2 separate regions of the Mus musculus genome follow, and region 1 is linked to region 2. Evidence: chromatin contacts called from public HiChIP or PLAC-seq data. All regions are on one chromosome and are shown on one strand. Each heading gives the region's core, a stretch centred on a gene start, on an enhancer-like site or on the middle of the called end of the contact. The rest is flanking DNA. Distances are from core to core; before and after follow the strand shown.

Evidence for each region. HiChIP or PLAC-seq counts read pairs in DNA pulled down with a chosen protein or histone mark.
Region 1: an H3K27ac HiChIP or PLAC-seq map of the NIH/3T3 cell line shows a contact between it and region 2, with 9 times the contacts expected there. The contact joins two enhancer-like sites. A contact is called at or near these places in 6 of 484 Hi-C or Micro-C datasets (the 3T3-L1 cell line, 3T3-L1-derived adipocytes, cranial neural crest and 3 more) and 2 of 115 datasets of contacts at active chromatin or transcription factors (the NIH/3T3 cell line and embryonic stem cells).

Annotation. Positions count from the first base shown.
Region 1 is chr7:72,687,750-72,693,404 of GRCm38.p6, forward strand. No RefSeq gene overlaps it. Among named protein-coding and RNA genes, the nearest start is that of Gm36865, 140 kb to the right of the region's middle. Within about 2 kb of position 4,287, at least 32 of the 459 cell types and tissues checked have an H3K27ac peak or open chromatin away from gene starts, as enhancers often do. A contact at or near this core is called in the NIH/3T3 cell line, where this site is marked.
Region 2 is chr7:72,398,525-72,403,898 of GRCm38.p6, forward strand. No RefSeq gene overlaps it. Among named protein-coding and RNA genes, the nearest start is that of Gm39035, 94 kb to the left of the region's middle. Within about 2 kb of position 2,972, at least 4 of the 459 cell types and tissues checked have an H3K27ac peak or open chromatin away from gene starts, as enhancers often do. A contact at or near this core is called in the NIH/3T3 cell line, where this site is marked.

The DNA.
Region 1 (5,655 bases), core at 3,037-5,536, 290 kb after region 2:
AATATAACAATTTACAAGATTCCAAGATCAAGGGTGTCTCTGTTAGGAGACAACTGTTTTCTGAAATGAAAACACTGTGTCCATAGTTGTTTTACAGTCTCTCAATCTATCCAGAACCCACATTATAAACTTTTTTCGTTTTTCTAAATTCTCTCTTACATAAAATCTGATTCAGCTTTGTAAAATGTTTTATGATGGGAATTCTCAATCTTGAAGAAAGGTAGAATAAAGAAATAAATTGTGTGTGCTATTTCACAATTGCAAAACTCATGCTGATCCTGTTTTATCTGTCCTGCTGACATTCTTTATGAGACCATCTACTTTGAGACAAGTTCTCATATAGCCCAAGTGGGCCTCAAAATGATTATGTATCTGAGGATAACTTTGAACTCTTGATCTCCCTGCCACCACATTCAGCAGAATGGAACATTCTTGTATTTTATTTTATTTTTTAAGTGTGTGTGTGTGTGTGTGTATGTGTGTGTGTGTGTGTGTGTGTGTGTATAATAGGGGGAGGGAAGAAAGAGAGGGGAGAAGAAGGAGAGGGAGGCAGAAGCAGAGAGAGAGAGAGAAAGAGAGAAAGAGAGAGAGAGAGAGAGAGAGAGAGAGAGAGAAGAGAGAGAGAGAGAGAGACTCTCAAACCAAGCCATGGGTTTGTTAGCTGGTTTTATGTTAACTAGACACAAATGAAAGTCATGTAACAGGAGAGAACCTCAATTAAGAAAATACCTCACCCGGGGATCCATCCCATAATCAGCCTCCAAACGCTGACACCATTGCATACACTAGCAAGATTTTGCTGAAAGGACCCTGATATAGCTCTCTCTTGTGAGGCTATTCTTGAACCTAGCAAACAAAGAAGTGGATGCTCACAGTCAGCTTTTGGATGGATCACAGGGCCCCCAATGGTGGAGTTAGAGAAAGTACTCAAGGAGCTAAAGGGATCTGCAAAATGGAACAACAATATGAACTAACCAGTACCCCCTGGAGCTCGTGTCTCTAGCTGCATATGTATCAGAAGATGGCCTAGTCGGCCATCAGTTGAAAGAGATGCCCATTGGTCTTGCAAACTTTATATGCCTAAGTACAGGGGAACGCCAGGGCCAAGAAGTGGGAGTGTGTGTGTGTGGGGGGGGGCATGGGGACTTTTGGGATAGCATTGGAAATGTAAATGAAGAAAATACCTAATTAAAAAAAAAAAAAGAAAATGCCTCCATATGATCTTGCCACATGAAGCCTGTAGGGCCTTTTCTTAATAAATGTCTTATTTAGGAGTGCATGGACCATTGTGGGTGGTGCCACCTCTGGGCTGGTGGTTCTGGCTTTGTAAGAAAGCAGCATGAGCAAGCTAGGAGGAGCAAGCTAGTAAGCAGCACGCCTCCATGGCCTCAGTACCAGCTTCTACCTCTAGGTGCCCTGTTTGAGTTCCTGTCTTGACTTCCTTCCATGATGAGCCACAATGTGATAGTGTAAGACAAATTAACCCTTTTCCTGCTGACCTGGTTTTTGATCATGGTGTTTCAGCACAGCAGTAGAAATCCTAACTAAGGCAATGGGTATGTTGGTGCCAGAAACCATTAGAAGAGGGTATTAGAAGTCTTGGAGATGGAATTACAGGCAATTGTGAGCTGTCTGCCTCAGGTGCTGAGAGGCAAACTCAGGTCCTCTGGAAGAGCAAGGAGTGCTCTTAAGCACTGGGCCATCAAAAGTCACAAAACGTCCTTTGAATTCGAGAAATACTGTTTGACTCCTCCATCCAGAAACTGATGGATAGATAAAAGCACAAATATGTGTTGTGAGTACAACTATCTATATCTATATCTATATCTATATCTATATCTATATCTATATCTATATCTATATCTATCTATCTATCTATCTATATATATATATATATATATTAATGATTCACAAGCCATGTACAGATTACCCAGTCATCCTCAGAACTGTCTGCTTACAAGCTAGCTTATGATGACCAGATTAAGCAAAGTCAAACACATTATTTTGGAGTGTTATACCTTTTTTCATGTAGTTGAGTCATGCTTTTTTTTTTTCTAAAACAGAAAAGAAAAAAAAGTTTCCAAAGCTCAAAATTTGTGTATTTGAAAATGATAATTTTAAATGTTTGCTTTCTTTTATTTTTCAAGTATAAAAATTTATTGAACTATTTGGGGGCGGGGGGGTTGACATTGAAACCTGATATTTTATATCTTGGTTTCTGTTTCTCTGTTTAGTACAGATTGTATATGCAGGGTTATCCTACTAAAGAAAACTAATTTTTCCTTTGCAATCAGTTGTCAATTGGAAACAGCTTATTGCTTAAGGATGGGAGATTGTGTCCACCTCTCCCTCTCTCCACTTGCCCTTCTCAGCTCTTGAAGCCAGACTGGCTTGAATCTGTGTCTGCTACCATGGGCTGTGTGGGTTCATGTGTGTGTAGCTCCTGCTATGTCTGAGAGTTGCTGTTTCTTGGTGCCATGTATCTCCTCTGCCTTTTACAATCTTTCAGCCTCCTCTGCCACATAGCTCTCTGAGCCCCAGGGAAAAGAGTGGACAGAGAATCCATAATTTGAGTACTGGGTGGCATCCTAGCCTTTATTTCAAGAGCTAGATTTGGCTTGTAACTCATAAAGAAAAGGACCCTGTTGAGTGCTCAACCCATTCCAACTGCCTCTTTTATCCTTTGTTCTCCTTTCTGATTTCCCAAGATCTTCCTCTCATTTTTCTCTCTATTTGAGGCACTTCTATTAACAAATCTCGAATGCTTATGGATTGGAGATTACTCTTGTGATAATCACTATAATGCCCAAAGCTTCAGATTCCATGTAATCACCATCAAAATTCCAAAAATGTATTTCGCTGATGTAAAAAAAATAAATAAATAAATAAAAATCCTAATTACAATGGAAGTGAATAGGGTACTGAGTAGCCATCACAATAATTAGCCTATAGAACAATATGGGGACATCACCATACTTGATTTCAAGTTATGCTATAGAGCCATAGTAATGAGGAATAGCAATCTTCGGAAAGTACTGGCATAGAACAGGGGCTCCATGGAGACACCCGTACAATCACAAGCACCTCATTTTGGCTGGATGTCAAGGACATACATTGGAGAAAAGACTGGCAGAGGCAGCAATTTCAGAATTTAGATGCTACTTCTCATTATGTGTGGTACTTTTATGGTTTAAAAGGTTGGGGACTGCTGGGTATGATGTCTCATGAGGCTGTGCATTCTGGGAACTATTGCTTTCTCTCAAAGTACCACAAAACCATAACCCACATAGTATGCAATACTTCTAAGTATTGTCAGTGTATTTCTGCTGCATTTTTCAAAACCTGACTACATACACAAAGTATGAGGAAGAATATTATGAGATCTAGCCTCTCCCTGGTTCCCTAACCCATTAACTCTAAGCTCCGTTCAAATAATAAAATGGCATTGCTATTTGTAAACAATAGGTGCCTGTTGTGCTCATTAGTCCACACAAAGATTGGCACCAGACAAAACTAATGTATCCTGAGCATGTTTCAGATTCTAGACATCATGGTAATTTCTATCATTTTAAATGAGGGCACCATCTTCGAGATGAGTAAGGGGCCAGAAATGTCCATAGCCTGAGTGACATGAAGCAGAAAGTCAGTCACACCTGCTAAAGCTTTGCCACCTCTCAGCAGGAAGAAATACAGTCAATCTGTTCCATTCACTAGACATTGAAAAATCACATGGTGTTTACTGTAATGGAGTCATGAGGAGGAAGAAGGAAAGGGCATTCAATTCCTGCCACAGGTGACAACTGAAGAATGGGAATAAAAAAAAGGAGGCTTCCAGAGAGTCCCTAGCAGCAGGAGCTGATGCCCTTCAGTCAGATCCACTTATTCCGAATGCTGCTTGTGGTGAAAGATGGTTGCCAGGTTAAGCATCGTGCCATCTGCTTCCAGACTCGATAAAAAGAGAGCAAAACAAGATAAAGGGAATTTTTGAAGCTTAAAATCTGCATGAATGGCTCATACTTTACTTATGTTGTGTAAGCTTTCACTTCGCCACCACAGAATGTCACCTTTACAGCTCATGAATCCAAGATCTTTTGCTCAAAAAAAAAAAAAAAAAAAAAAAAGGATTGCCAGATAAGATACAGTTCACCCAAAACCAACACCCAGTAGCATCGAAGATGCCTGTGCTTTCTGGAGCATTCTTCGCAGGAACACCCTTTGCTACTCGGTGGGTTGGAGGAGAAAGGGGGCTGTGTTAGTCACCAAGGCCAGTTAGTGCCTGTGCATTCTGGTTCTTCCCCGAGTTTAACATCCGGGATTGAAAAGATGCCAGACACCGTGGAGGAAACGCTAATCCCTCTGAATGTGTTCCTGTAGAATTTAGTGCTGACTCAACAGATAGGTACCAACACGTCCTGTACAATGCGGGTGGAAGGAGGAGAAATCAGAAGGAACATTTATAAAAATGCTTTGAAGCATTTATTTCTACATAAATGTGAAATGAAATGGTTTAAGTCAGACCTCACTTCCCAAGTAAGTATTACAAAGGGGCTCTGTCATCAGGCTTCCTGGATAACACATCATGACATGGGGAATAGGCGTCTCTAGGCGGTACATGATTCATACTTCTCATTGATGAATCTAAGCCTTGGTTTTTAATTTTTCAAGTTACAAGGAAAAAGGAAGTAGAGAGTAAACTGACATCAAACATCAAACTCAGTGTTCCCCAAGACTTTCTTGGCTGCTGAGCCCAGATACACCAGTGTATTTGTCAGAATATTTTGGTTGAAAAGACTCAAATTAAAATGTCAATATATCAGTGACATGCCACAGCAGGCCCCAGGACCAAGAAGAGTTCCTCAATGCAAAATAAATATGATGTTTTTGTGTGCCTTTTTTGGTTTTGTTTTGGTACTTGTTTTGTTTTTGTTTGTTTTTAAATCTAGGTTGTTAATTTATTTGTTTATGAGAATGTGGAAAGAATATGAAATTGGTTGGGTAAGTTCCAGGAGGAGTTGGGGGAGGAAAAGAGTATGCTTATCAGCTGCATGAGTTTTCTAGTGGATTCTTTAGAGTCTTATATTCAGAATCATATCTTCAAATAACGATCCTTTCACTTTTTCGCTTTCCTACCTGTACTTTATCTATTTCATTTTTCTTATTGTTCTGGCTAAGAACTCAAATACTATATTGAACAGAAATGGAAAATTCGGGTATTCTTCCTCAGCTGCTAGCTGTCATAGTGCTGGAAGATTCTAGGTGCACAACAGAAGGAGCAAAGTAGGCATTAGCCTCATCCACTTGTGAACCCTGCAAGCCAAAATAATAAGTCAGTTACGGTGACTTACACAATAGTGGCCTGAATGTTATAAAAACAATCAAATACTTTCTTCATGACTTTAAGGCTTGCACTGTAGGATGAAACCCATACTGTTAATCAAACCAAGAACCAATAGCTAAATAAGTCAGAGGCCTGATGGTAGAATCTATTACAATCCTGCTAAATAGAAATACTATTAATCCTTCTTGCTATGTCCAGAGATTCATGCATTTCTCAGCTCTCACAAGAGAGGCTTCCTCTTGCAGTAGACAGCTGTTAATACAGAGCTCCATACACAGCTGGTCAATAGAAGAAGAGACTGTAGAGAGCTTAGCCCT
Region 2 (5,374 bases), core at 1,722-4,221:
CCACACTCTAAGAAGCTGTGGTATAGAGTAATGGTTGAGCTGAGTGAATCCGGCCTTGAAGCCTTGCTCTGCTGCTTACAAGCTGTGAATACTTAAACGAGTTTCCTAACCTTTGTAAACCCTACTTCTTCACCCATGAACTATGACCCCAACAGGCGCTACCACAAAGAATAGTCAAGTTCCTTAGGGTCATCTATATCTGGCATAGGCTCATTCTCAAGTAGTAAAGGAAGTTGGGTGGTGGTTCTGACTACTGTGTGATATTTGAGCAGTTGATGTGGAGTCTGCTAGTGCCAACAGGGCGCCAAGATCACATTGGTTTCAGACCTTCATTTTAAACAAGATAAAATGAGGCTTAAGGAAGCACACTCTCAACATCCGAATGCTGTCCTTTCAATGGAGAATTCATTCCGTTAACAGTCCAGCCCATCTAGAAAAATAAAATACTTTCTGAGCATTGCTTTGAAAATCGTTATTGCTGGTGCTTAGACATCTGTGTTCTTGATATATTTCCTTCAGTGGCTACTGCAGACTTTCTCTTCTCATTGCGCCCCCCCCCGCCCCCTACAGCTAGCATGCAGTTGGGGTTCATGCCAGAGACTACTTACCATTATACCCTTCTCATAAACCATGTTGTGCTGGCTGTAGTCTTTATATTTTCTCCCTTTGTCTCTCCAGTTTTTCCATATTTCCCATTTCTTCTGGAGACAATGGAATCAAAAGCAGGGGCAAGGAATGAAAGCCTGGGTAGTGGCTGTGTGGTGTAGTAAAGCAGAGACACAAGCACACTCTGCAGTTTTCTCTCCCTTATACTTCCCAGCACTAATACCAACTCTTGCTAACCTGGAATCCCCTTTGTGTTCTGACAAACCTTCCTCCTCTTCGTTGATGTGATTGTTACTATTAATTGTCTACTTGATATATTCTAGGATCACCTGGGAAGAGTCTCAATGAGAGATTGGCTACATTGGACTTGTCTGTGGGGATTGTTTTAATTCATGTGGGAAGTCCCAGTCCATTGTGGGTAACACCATTCCCTAGGCATGGTGCTCACTAAACCATCAGAAGAGATCTTTAGAATGCAGACTACAAGGATCCTAGAAAAGACACACTGAATTAAAATTTCTGAGATAGGAACCAAAACCCAAAACCAACCAAAACAACAACAAAACCCTCAGATCTCTATCAAGATATTATCTAGTTTTGTTTTTGTTTTTGTTTTGTTTTGTTTTTGTGTGTGTGTGGGGGGGGGGGGAGGACAGGGTTTGTCTGTATAGGCCTGGCTGTCCTGGAACTCCTTCTGTAAGCCAGGTTGCCCTCAAACTCAGAAATCCACACGCCTCTGCCTCCCAGATGCTGGGATTAAAGGCATGTGCCACCACTGTCCAGAATTATCTAGTTTTGATGGGACCAACAGGAAACATTTGGGAATCGCCAACCCAAACCATCTGAATTGGGGACTTTCTCAGTCTCTTCTCCCCCAACATAATTGTTCCTCAACTTCCTGGTGTAAACATCTGCATTATCTCCTAGAACCAAGATTCTAGGCATTAGCCAGGTGATTCCACAGCTATCCACAATTAGTAAGCCACAGTTTACAGTCATGCACACAATTTGGTGTGAATATTTATAAGTATTTAGATTTGGGGCTTTTGAATGTTTCCATAGCATGTCATGCAGTCCCAGAATTTCCCAGAAGATGGCATGATGACTTCATGTAATGATAAAGGAGCTGCTTCATGATTTGGCCACAGGGTGGGAGCATTGTACAGTGTTTAGCTGGCCACCATGATAATTTTTTTCTCTCTTATTTTTTTGGTAATAGATATTATTATAATTATTATTAGATGTTTTCTTCCTTTACATTTCAAATGCTACACCCTTTCCTAGTTTCCTCTCTGAAAATTCTCTATACCCTCACCCCTCCCCCTGCTTCCCAACCCACCCAATCCCACTTCCTGGCCCTCTCATTCCCCTATACTGGGGTATAAAAATCTTCGCAAGACCAAGGGCCTCTCCTCCCATTGATGGCCCACTAGGCCATCCTCTGCTACATATGAAACTAGAGACATGAACTCTGGGGGTACTGGTTAGTTCATATTGTTTTATAGGAGGAACACCATTGTATTTCTACAACAGGGGAGCCTTTAGACTTTGGTTAATTTTAACAGACTTTATTATCTCAGTTTTCTAATGGCGACTCCTGAAGAGACCCTATGAGGTCTTTGGTGTCTCAGAAAGATCTATACCTCCCGATTCATGGGTACATCAAGTGTGCTCAGACATGATTTAGACTTGCTTTCCCGCAAATGAAAATTGCTGATAGACAGGTAGAATGGCACAAAGCATTCTTCTCAATTTTTAGCGACTCAAAGTGACAACAATTGAAGGCATTGAAGGGATGTGTGTCTTTGGGGCTGTATTTGTGGGACACACCATCAAAGTGTGGCAAAACCCATTCCCTGGGACGTTGGCCAATAGGAGAGGGAGAGAAAAGACAGGGGTTGGTGTCAGTTTTGTAAAGCAAATGGGCCAAACTCCCCTTTGGAGAGCAGGGATTCAACCCTAACAAAGTCTGTGTTTTTAAGAAGACCCCCAATCTCTTGATGGAGGATCCCAATATTTCAATATTGGCAACTATCTCAAATAGTGCACAGCAAGACAAACAAAGCACAACTCTAAAAAACAATTTAATATTTGCCTGGCAATTAATATTTCCTGGGTTTCCAGGTCAGAAAGGCTGGAAGAAACCAGAAGAGGATGACTGGGGTCCAAACTGCAACACCATACCTTGAATTTTCTGTTGTGAAAATTATATTGGGATAATCTCCACAGGTTTGTATAGGAGTATTCTTTTATCACTGCAGTCCCCACAAGAAGCAGCGACGGTAGGAATTTTAAACTAACTTCAGAGCAACTCCTTAGATTATTTGTCTTGGCTTCAGTAGCAGAACAATCTTGCTTCTACTCCTGTCGCTGAAATATTTTCATGAATAATTGGCATAATATCTCCATGTGACTCATGCAATTTTGTCTATACTGGAAATGTATCATTTATTTTTTTCGTGATTTTGAAAATGACACATGTCACTTTGGGGCAGAAGGAGGGTAACCTCTAACACCATATAAACACTCCATAAACTTTAAAGTTATCTTCCTATAAAGCCACCCTGCCACCCACCATGGTCAGACTTTTGTGTATTTCTGCTGTACAACTTAAAACATAAGGACACGGGATAAATGTACAACATGAGCATCCACAGCCTCTTTTTAAAAGGTTAGTAACACTAACTTGCAATCTACTCTTTCAGCCCTAGACATCATTTGATAAATTCATTATGATCCTGATTGTATTCTTCTTGGAAGATCATCAATAGACCAAAGGTGTATTCAGAGGATATCCCCACCATTTACCAGTACTGTCACTTAGCATTCTAATCTTGTTCTTATCTTTAATGGAACCCCTTTTTTTCATAAATAAACTTAAGGGTGGGTTTGGTAATCCACACATTAATTGTTTTTTTTTTTTAAGATTTATTTTAGTTTTGTTCATCTGTGTTTGGGTATACTCATGTGAGTGAAGCTGACATTGCAGGTAGTTGTGAGGCACCTGGTGTAGATGCCAGGAACTGAACTCTGGAAAACAGTATTCTGGAATTCTGGAAACCAGTTAAGTGCTCTTTACCACTGAGCCATTTCTCCAGTGCCACTGAGTCTCTGTTTTGTTTGGAACCGTGTTCTACTCAGCAGCCATGGCTATAATGGCATTCATTATATAGCCCATGCTGGTCTTGAAATCACAGCAGTCTTCCTCCCTCCCTCCCTCCCTCCCTCCCTCCCTCCCTTCCTTCCTTCCTTCCTTCCTTCCCCAAAGGCTGGCATTACAGGGGTGAGCTGCCGTGACTAACTTAATCAGAAAGTTAATTAAGGCAAAATTCCTTGAGGTATTCTCTTCAAGAATCATATTTAGGTTTATGTTCTTCAGATGTTTTTGTGGATACCTGGGATTCACTGTGTAGCATAGACTGGTCTTGAGCTCACGATTGCTCTCTTCTTCAGTATCTCAGATGTTAAGATTATCATCCTGGCTATATGTGATATTTTAAACAAACTGAAGATGTATTCTGATGTATTCATTGAAATAAAAATACTTTCTTTTACATTACTAACAGACATCAAAACACCAGCAGGAAAGCTGATGAGTTTTCTGACTTTTTACAAGTCTAAATGTGGTGAGTTATTTTACTGCATTTCCTCCTCAGGGTGGACCCTGCGCCTTTGTGCAGGCTTCTCGCCATCCTTTCTTGAGATGGTCTACTCAGCTCTGCTTTGCAGGAAGGAGACTGACTCAAGCTTCTGTTTTCTTCACCTCATGTGCAGACATCTAAGGTTTGGCTTCCTCAGCAAGCTGGTCTTACAAACTTGCTTTCAGGTGCTTTTCTGTTTTAATCTGAAATACTTAAGAAGTATCAGTCTGGTTTTTAATTTGGTCATGTAGAAGAGATTTGTATCATTGGAGCAGTGCTTTTTAGGGTAGTACTTTTCTAAGTGATTTTCCCGTAGAAACAAGCTCCATTTGGGGGTATACTATAATCCCTTTGGATGTCTTAGATGTTTCTCATGCTCAAGATGAATATTAGATCAGAATGTCAGGAATATGGGCGTGCATAATTTTAGTTTGATTGTGTTTTGTTTTATACGCAAATATTTCTCACACACAAATTAAATTTGTAGTATCAGGATAGAGAAAACCTACTTAGATTTCCATTTCTTCTCTAATCAAAATTTTGTTTAGTTTTCATTTATGTGTGCGTGTGGGTGTGCGTGTGTGTGTGTTGGTGGATAATGTCCACATGAGTGCAGTACCCAAAGTTTCCCCTGGAACTAGAATTACAGGTAATTCGAAGTCCCTTGACATGGACCCTTGGAACTGAACTTGAGTCTCCTGTAAGAACAGTTTATGGTCTTACCCTCTGAGCCATCTCTCCGGCCTCCTCTGTCTCTTCCTCAATCAATTGTAATATCTGCATACGTGATCTAAAATCTATCCACATCATCTGTATTTACTTTCAGTTGCTCAGTTTTGTTTCCTACTTTTTTTCCCCTTGAGCGCTGCTGAATACACAGAGTATAGAGTTCATCTCTGTCATAGCTGTCTTTCCAAAGTTACGTTTATTAGTGACTGATCTGGTCCTAAAGACAGAACCACCTCTGGAATTCATTTTAACCCTTCCTGGAAGAAATTGAATTTATTATTGCATGCTGATCCTTCCTACAAATCCTCTTATTCCTTCCCTATATCTATTTCTTTCTCTTTTTGTTACAGAGTAGGCTATTTAGTTCATTTATCTTTTTATTTTCTTATGTAGTATAT